Regions from separate parts of the Delphinus delphis genome. Here region 1 is linked to region 2. Evidence: chromatin contacts called from public Hi-C data. All regions are on one chromosome and are shown on one strand. The core of a region is the stretch at or near the end of the contact, and the rest is flanking DNA. Distances in the headings are between cores, read along the strand shown. Region 1 holds the start of CCDC115 (coiled-coil domain containing 115). Region 2 holds the start of LOC132428722 (E3 ubiquitin-protein ligase HERC2).

Evidence for each region. A called contact is a pair of places that touch in the nucleus more often than the background predicts.
Region 1: a Hi-C map of lung shows a contact between it and region 2, with 3 times the contacts expected there. The contact joins the promoter of CCDC115 here to the promoter of LOC132428722 in region 2. A contact is called at or near these places in 2 of 3 Hi-C or Micro-C datasets (lung and muscle).

The regions. Positions count from the first base shown.
Region 1 is chr7:113,437,533-113,441,986 of mDelDel1.2, forward strand. CCDC115 (coiled-coil domain containing 115) reads right to left here and starts at 1,833. Exons shown (of 5, transcript XM_060017040.1): 1 at 1,677-1,833; 2 at 1,502-1,605; 3 at 1,332-1,414; 4 at 548-679. The coding sequence starts at 1,787. It overlaps IMP4 (IMP U3 small nucleolar ribonucleoprotein 4), which reads left to right and starts at 1,947. Exons shown (of 11, transcript XM_060017039.1): 1 at 1,947-2,092; 2 at 2,472-2,591; 3 at 2,737-2,845. The coding sequence starts at 2,589.
Region 2 is chr7:113,112,467-113,117,072 of mDelDel1.2, forward strand. It overlaps LOC132428722 (E3 ubiquitin-protein ligase HERC2), which reads right to left and starts at 2,150. Exons shown (of 92, transcript XM_060017027.1): 1 at 1,785-2,150; 2 at 1,306-1,408. The coding sequence starts at 1,377.

The DNA.
Region 1 (4,454 bases), core at 583-3,082, 320 kb after region 2:
AAAAACATGCAGCTTTCCACCACTTACCCGATCCTCCACTGCCCTCCCCCCGCCCCCCTCCACTAGACCACTGGCCTCCTCTCTGCTATTCCAGATACAACCTTGCCTCAGAGCTCTGCCCTGGCTGGTCCCTGCACCTAGAACACTGTCCCCCCAGATCACCAAAGCTCTCTCCTTCATCTCTTCAGAGGCCTTTCCAGGCTACCATTCAAAAAACAGCTTCCCCAGCCCACTCCATACTCTACCTTATTTTTTCATAGCAAGTCTCATTACCTGGTATTATATTTAGGGCCTACTTATTTGTTTGCATGTTGTTTTTCTGCCCTCAATAAAATAAACATCCCATGAAGCTGTCTGTCCTTTTTGTTTACTGCCAGCACCTAATATGAACCTGGAACTCTGCCAACAGCGAATAAACGCTTTTTGAAAAAACAGAAGGTGTGCAACAAAAGTCTGCAATGGAGAAAACCTGCAAAGCCCTTTGCAGACTAATCCCAGCCTTGGCATTAGTGCTCAAGTGCTCCCTGTAGATAGGGGGTCCACTCACCCTCCCGGAAGCTGGCTTGAGCTTGCCGTAGACTGTGAGGAACCAGGATTCCAAACCAGTTCAGAGGGTCCTGGGGAGCTGGGGAGGGGTCTGGCTCCGGGGTCCTCGTGAGACCCTTGCGCCTGCGAAGAACTGTAAAAAGAAAGGCTGGAGGTTGGGGGGATTGTTACCTGGCCTTTGTTTTCTCAGTGACACAATGTTAAACTTCATTTGAGCTCATGATCCTAGAAAATACCGATAGTTGGAAAATCCTCTCAACCTTTTATGTTCTGGAAAACAGCTTACTACAAAGAACCACCCTTCCCCTTGTGGTTCATGTGAATCTGTCCACTCTTTCTCTTGACTATCATAAAACCAGCAAATGACACCCCTTGTTTATCCGTGAAAAAGCCACACACTGACTTTTCCCATTTCGCCTGAACATGCTGAAAGGCCAGACAGACCCTTCAACTCCCTGTTCTTTGTCTCACGAATGATTAACTGAGATTAGAAGCTTGTCCCGCTGAAACTAGCTAGACAAAAATATCTTCTGCGCAGCTGAGACTTCCTCTGATTGCAAAACAATCCCAACTGTAAAGGACCTCACCTATAACTTTCTCTCTCTGCCTGTAAAAGTCTAAAGCAAAAAACCACTCTGCTGAGACATTCTACATTCTGATCTTCAGGTCTGGGGTGCTCTCTCTATCGTTAACAGCCTAAATAAAATCATCTCCCCTGTTGTCCCATGCCTTTTGTCTTTGACATCGGAAGGGGCCCTACGGGAAGAAGGGGCGGGGGGACTCACCTGCCTCGCGGGGTCCCACCTCCTCTGGAGTCTGGGTGCCGCCTCTCACCATCCAGAACTTCTGGGGTCCGTCCTGGGCCTCGCTAAAGAACGAGAAGGGAGGCTAGACCTTTGGCGGCCCCGACCTGGCCCCTGCCTGCCCACCCGCTGCAGCGTGAAAGGGACCTCACCTGGTGCAGACGCGGACCTGGGGCTCCATGCGGGAGGCATACTGCAGAGGCCCTACCGACTTCGCACCCATGGCGTAGCGAGCTTTGGAGAGCGAGAGCCAGCCCTGGGAAGAGAGAGGAGAGCGGTGAAACTCAGTAACCTTCACGTGCCGGCCCGCCCGCCCCAGGCTCCCACCTCCTCCACCCGGGCGTTCAGCGCCGCCCGCTTCGCCTCCAGTTCCTCCAGGTCCCCGAGCAGCTGCAGGAGAAGGGAGTCCAACTCGGCTCGCGGGTCCCGCGCCGCCATGGGCTCCACACAGAGTCAGTAGCCGGCTCCCCAGGTCGCCCAATCAGCGTCCGCCGTGCCAGAAGGACAGCCAATAGGCGCGTGAGGTCCGTCCCCCGAGGGGGCGTTCCCAACCTTGGGCCGAGACGCCCACTGGGTGGAGGCGACTCGCTGAGTTCCTTTCAGAATAAGCACCCTCAGAGCAGCGGCCCGGGGAGGTGATTAGCGCCTCGTCACGCGAGCACCGGAAGGGGATCAGCCACCCGGACAGTCGGCGAGAGCTGTGGGTGTCTCCGAATCGCTTTTGGAATCGGCCGTTTTTTAAAGTACGTCTGTCGCAGTGGCGATGGAAGGAGGCATAGCTGTTCGGCAACCATTTTAAGGGAGGAGCGGCTTTAAATTCAATTCTAGAACCGGCCGCTAGGCGATCATCCGGTCAATCGCTGTGCAGCTTTTACAGTTGCTGCACTATTTCGAGCCTACAATTATGATTATTTTAGCTGTTCGTCGTCTTCTAATTAACATCCCGTTCCGCACGTTAGGTAGTGAAACCATGACCGACGCCTTTATTAACGGCCGTTCTAAGCCACGTGACAGCACCTTGACACCCCCCCCCCCCCCCCCACGCCTAGTGGTTGCTCCAGCTTCGGGCTGGCCAATCGCCTTGCGACTCCCAGCCATTTTAACTTTGGGCATTCTCGGCAGCAGCAGAGTCTAGTGAGGCCTCTAGCGGCCTTCTCGGTTGAGGGCGGAAGGGACGACTGCGTGGTGCCGGCGGCGCCAGAAGAGAACTCCTGGACTCACGTGGAAGTTGCGCCCAGGATGGTAGGAGGGACGTTTAAGCTCCTGTTTTGGAGGTCGGGGGCTCGCGGTGGCTGGGGATGTGGCCTGTGGGCTCGGGGCGGGTGTTTCCCGGGCCCGGTCTTGCGCGGCGAAAAAGGTTTGCCTGAGCGGACCTGCTGTTTCCCAGCTGCGCCGCGAGGCCCGCCTTCGCCGCGAGTACCTGTATCGCAAGGCCTGTGAGGAGGCTCGGCGAACAGCCCAGGAGAGGAAGGACAAGGTTCGGCGTGCGCTCGAGGGTAAGTCTGTCCCCGCCCCCCAGTCACGGTAAAGACCCTTGGGCTTTCCTGTTAAAACCCAACGGGAAAAAGGCCAGTGGTGTCAAACGCTTTTAATTAGCATTTACTTGTGTTAGTATGGTGAGTGTCTTTTCAAGTATTTACTGGTCATTTTCTTTTCCTGTTGGATCTTCCTGATGGGTTGCAAATGTCGCTTGCATGATGGTGTGAATTACTTGTCATTTATGCTGCAGTGTCCAGATTTTACAACTTGCGTAGTGATTTTATTTGCAGTGTCTAGGTCTTCCCAAATTTAAACATTTCACGTGGTCCTATATTTATTTCCCCTCTGTCGTTTTTATTCTTGCTACTTTTTTTCACTACAAGATAAGAAGAATATCTTATTGTCTTTTAGTGCTGTTATGACTCCCTTGTATTTTAAAACTGTTCACTCGTGTAGAACTGAATTTTATTTGCGTTGTAAATTAGGAATTTAACTTTGCAATATTTTCCCTGCTTTCCATTTGCCGTACTAATGAAGAGCCTGTCACACATGCCTGATTGGAAATGCCGTATTTATCTGTATTTTGTTGGTTCTCATGTTGGTGGAGCTCTGTTTCCTATCTGATAGTACATCAACTCCATATCTCTATTTTAGATTCACTTTGATTTTCTTAGGTTTTAGACATATAAAGTATATGAAGTATGTGTATGTAGTACTTATGTCAAGCATAAAGTTAAACACCTGTGACCTATCTGCCCGTGTTAAGAAATGAAAAATGATTAATATATTTAAATTCAGAAATATTTCCCCCAATTTAGATAAACGCAGTATTGAATATTGATTAAAAATGAACCATTTCCTTGCTGTTCTTTTTGAGGATTATCATGCTTGTTTGTATTCTTAAATCATATGGGTCGATTTTTAGTTGTAAAGGTAGTATTAGGTTGCGTGTATTCTTTTGCAGCTTTCTGTTTTGGTTCAGTGTTGTTTCTAAGATCCATTGAGTGTAGGTGGGGCTCCTGCAGGTTAATATTCCATGGGGTCTTCATCCGTTTCCCTGTGGGTGGTGTTGAGCTTATTTTTAGTTTGGGGCAGGCCTGCTGCTGTGAACATTCTCTTCCATGTGCAAGAGTTAGTCCAGGGCATGTTGGAGGGACCTGCTGGGTTCAAGGGCATGCTCCAAAGTGGGCATGCCCACAGCCTAGCTCCTCTGCCAAGTCTAGCATTAGTTCACAGAGGAAACCTCTGACCCAGAGCATCACGATTAATGATTTTATTGTAAGAGGGTTTCAGGGTTTCTGGTCCACCTTTGTATAGAAAGAGCAGTTTCCATTTATTCTTTAAAAATTAATTGTTAGTTTTTTTCTAACTACGAAGGGAGTGCATACTTGTGATTAAGTATTTTAGAAACCCTTCAAGTCTTGAGACTCAGGAACCATAGTAAATGAAATCTCCTATAACCACTGTTAGCAGGTTGGCATGTAGCCAAAAATAGTTTCATCCCTCTCCACCAGTTATATATCACCTCTCTGCTCAGAAAGGAGTAAAAGGGGTATTTTTCCATCAAGTTTGTTCAGTGTTGTATAAACTGAAGGCTCCATGCATGTGTCTCACTAGCCCCTCTGT
Region 2 (4,606 bases), core at 900-3,399:
CCTGGTCAGGGAACTAGATCCCACATGCATGCCGCAACTAAGAAGTCCACATGTCTCAACTAAAGATCCCGAGTGCGGCAACTAAGACCCAGCACAGCCAAAATAAATAAAATAAATAAATTTTCTTTTAAATTTTTTTAAATAAAAAAATAAAAACAATTCTTAAAATCAGTTTGCCTGAATCTCAAGATTTTGTAAATAAGAAATTATTCATCTCTCACTTCCCCCACCCCTGCTTAAAAAAAAAAAAGTCAAAGGAAAACAGAAAGTAATTGCTAAATAAAAGGTAATGTTTAAATTTTAAAAAGTCACTACTTTGCCAATTCTTAACCCAATTCTTCTTGGGTTAACCATCCCATCACCCACAACATAGTTCTTAACACTTGGCTCTGAAACCAACTGGGACTCCACACTTAAAAAAAAAAATGTAAGAAGGGCAATAACGCTTCACTACAAATATCTAAGATCAACTGCTTACAGAATACATGACTTGCGTCATGCAGTAGGTAAGACTGTATTTAAACAAGGTTAAGATTACTTGAGAAATACTTAAAATGGTTAACCTCAGGGAAGAGGGAAAAACACATATACACAACAAAATATTTTGGCCATTTCTTTCTGAGGGCAACAGGGAGTTACAAACACAGTTTTTCCATTAGCAAACAAAACTAACTTGGGATAAAGAAAAGACTACAGAAACATCATCATTATTTATTTGACAATTTCTGGACAAGCATGCAATTACCTTAAAACAAATTATTAGAGAGTCTAAGGCTAACATTTTGTTTCCACATGTTCTTGATATGAAAATCCAAGCACTCCTCTTAATAAGACCAATGAGAATACAAAACAAACAGCTCAACTGAACCCTTGTCTCTCCAGAAACACAAACACAGAATCCCATAAAAATGAGTTTCTGCAGGACATAATAAATGACTGTATGTCACTTCTCCCCCACATAATTAACTGAACATCTCAAAAAGTATCACTAAACAAACAGTCACCAAGATATGGCTAAGAATGATACAGACCCCTTAAAAAATAATAACAAAAAATTTTTGCATAATATCTCGTTTCTTGCACTTATAAATAACTGTAATTAAAATGTAGCCACACACACTATAAATAGAGCAATAAAAACTGACACAATAAAAGGTACATTTAAAGTTACAGAAAACAAACCTGCTTCTCTAATACGGCAAGATCTGATCTGCATGCCCTTACATATCCTAAAGAAAGGGTTCACCAGAAGTTTAACTATGTAGGCAAGGAAAACACCAGGAAAAAGGAATGTCAAAACCCCACCTGTATATCTGTTTTCAACCATTTGGAGTCAAGTCGAGCCTGAGCAGCCAAACAGAAAGAATCAGAAGGCATCTTTCCCCCGATTTCCTCCCAGTCGTCAAACCTGCAAGTAAAACAGAAACGCTGAAGACCTCAACCTTTTCAGAATTTTACAAAGACCCTACCGCAAGATTTAATGCGGCAAAAAGAGAGAACAGGAAGGAGGGAGAGGAGAAGCTCTGGAGGAGGGGAGTGAGAGGAGGAGAGAGGGAAAGAGAAACATGGGGCGAGAAAGGAAAAAGCCTACTTCCAGTCCAGGTAAGAGTCACACACGGGATTCGCCCGGGTCTGTACCACGTCGGCGAGACCTTGAGAATGGACGGTTACAAGACCAAATCACAATGTCATCCCCTTCCCTTAAATCCAAAAGGTAAACACACAGACTGCAAAAAGCCCACATCTCAACGACAAATGACACCAGAACGCATCCTCCGCTTTACCTCAGGCCAGAACTGGTGCGTGAAATAAATTAACCAAAATTCACGTCTGCAGAAAAATCCAAAACAATAATCACTTGGAAATGAAAAGACAGCCCGAGACGCGCGCCGCGGGCGGTCCGTGCAGGCCCCGGTCCGGCGGCTGCGCCAACGCCCGCCGTGCCCCGGTTTGGCCCGGCCCCGGCCTGCACCGCCCCAGCGGCCGGCCGCCCTCGCCGCCCCCCTAGAACGAAGACCGGACGGCAGAGGCCCGGCTGCCTGGCTCCAGCGCGTGCGGACACAGCCCCAAAAGCCACGGGCTCCGCCGGCGCTCCCAATCCCGGGGCCTGCAATCCCGGCGCCTCCAGAGGCCGGCGGGGCGGGCCGACGCGGGACTACGGCCCACGCTGCCCAGCCAATCGCATCGAGGCGTCTCCGCAGGCCCAGCCAATGGGGAAGAGGAACATCCCCGCCCCTTCTGCCGACTCTCCAAGTTTCCTTCAATCCGGCTCCTCTTCCTCCTTGAGCTCACCCCCTTGCGGTCAAGGCCAACCGAAGACGCCGAGAGGCGGGATTTCCGCCGCACGCACGCACGCACAAGCTCCTGAACCGGACTTCTCCCAACGCTCCCAGAAAGGCAGCCGGTGGGGAGACAGCATGGTGATGCAGGGTGGCTCGGCTTGGTCGGCGCTAGGGCTGAAGGTGAGGCGGGATGGGGTCTGCAAGAGCCTCTTGCTGCCTGTCCCACTGAATGCAACCAAAACCTTGCGCAGAATACATGGAGCAGCTGGTAGCAGGGGGATCAGAGAAGGAAATGAGAGCTTTTAGTTCCACTGAACCAGTAGCCAGAAAACAATGCTTAAGAAAGTTAAAACAAAGTCATACAAAGTATGTTCTCTGATCATAATAGAATTAACTACAAATCATTAAGAGATACAGGACAATCTCCAAACACTTGGAAGTTACACAATACATTTTTAGATAGTCCATGGGTCAAAGAAGAAATCTCAAAGGAAAAGAACTATTTTGAATTGAACAAAATTAAAATGCAGCATCAAAATTTGTGGGACTCAACTAAAATACTGATGAAAGTGAAATTTATAACACTAACTGCTTATCTTAAAAGTGATAAAGACCCCAAATCAACAATCTAAGCTTACATTTTTTTATTTTCCCATTCTTTATTTTCCTGATTTCTAGACTTTATTTTTTTTAATTATTTTGGAGTATAGTTGATTTATTGATCAATACAATGTTGTGTTAGTTTCAGGTGTACAACAAAGTGAATCAGTTATACATACACAGATATCCACTCTTTTTTTAGATTCTTTTCCCATATAGACCATTAGAGGACTGAGTAGAGTTCCCTGTGCTAAGCTTCCATTTTAAGAAACTAGGAAAAGAAAAGCAGCACACACTCAAAACAAGAAGAGGGAGGAAATAATAGAGGAGAAGAAATAAATGAAATTGAAAACAGAAAAACTATAGAGAAAAATCAATTAAACTAAAATAAAACCAGTCATTTGAAAAGATTATAGGCTATGATGAGACCTCCAAAAAGAGGGAAAACACACAAGCTACCAATATCTGGAATGCAAGAAAATTTATCACTAAAGACCTCAAAAGGACAGTAAGGGAATACAGGTTTCCCCAACTATCCAAAAGAGAATTCCTATGCAACCTTTCGGAATGGAAATGTTGTAAAGCAAAGAAAGGACACATCTTGCCAAGGGATGCACGAAGTAAATTGCGATAAAGCTCAGATACTCACAGACACAATTCGAAGCTATGGTGGCTTGATGATGAGTTGCTGAGTGTAGTTCCCAGGGAAGGAGCTTGGTGGTGCCACTTGCTGCTTGGGGTGCAGGTACCTCTATAACAGCTCACAACAAAACAAATGCTGAATGCTGTTTTCATTTTTTGCCTTTTTCCATAAAAGGGAAAATTCTCTTTGGGATTTCTTTTGGTTAGCAAAAACAGGTAGTAATGCAGGTCTTTTCACAGAAGCAACATGGCATAAAGCGAGCTTTTGAAAAGCAGGGGGTACCTGTCCTAGAAACAACTCTATACATACAGATTTGACAATTTATATGAAATGGGCTAATTCCATGAAAGTCGTACACTACCAAACTCACTCAAAAAGAAATAGATAACCTAAACAGGGTTAAAGAAATTAAATTCACAGTTAAAAACCTTCTAAAAAAGAAATCTCCAGGCCCAGATTGTTTCATTGGTGGATTCTGGTTCTACCAAATATTTAATAAAGAAGTAACACAAATTCTATACAAACTCTTCCAGAAAATTGAAGAGGAGTGAACATTTTCATTCTATAAGCCCAGCATACCCTGTTAACAAAACCAGAAAAAGACATTACAAGGAAACTTAAGACCAATATACCCTACAAACATAGATGCAAAAAATTTTAGCCAACTTTTTGCAAATAGATTCCATCACCATATAGAAAGAATAATACATCATAACCAAGTGGAGTTTATCCCAAGAATTCAAGATTGATTTAACATTCAAAGCATCTCACTAGATACCAAAAAATGCTTTGGAGAAGATCCAACATCTCATTATAAACACTTCCAGCAAACTAGAAAGGGAGGAGAACTCCTCAACCTGATAATGGACACTTATGAAAACCTACATGCAAGCCAAAACAGTCTTGCAAAAGAACAAGTTTGTAGGACTCACACTTCCCGATACAAAAACTTACTACAAAACTATAGTAAACAAAACAGTGTGATACTTCCAAAAGGATAAACATATAGATCAATGGAATAGAATACAGAACCCAGAATAAACATTCACATATCTGGTCAATTGATTTCTGACAAGACCAT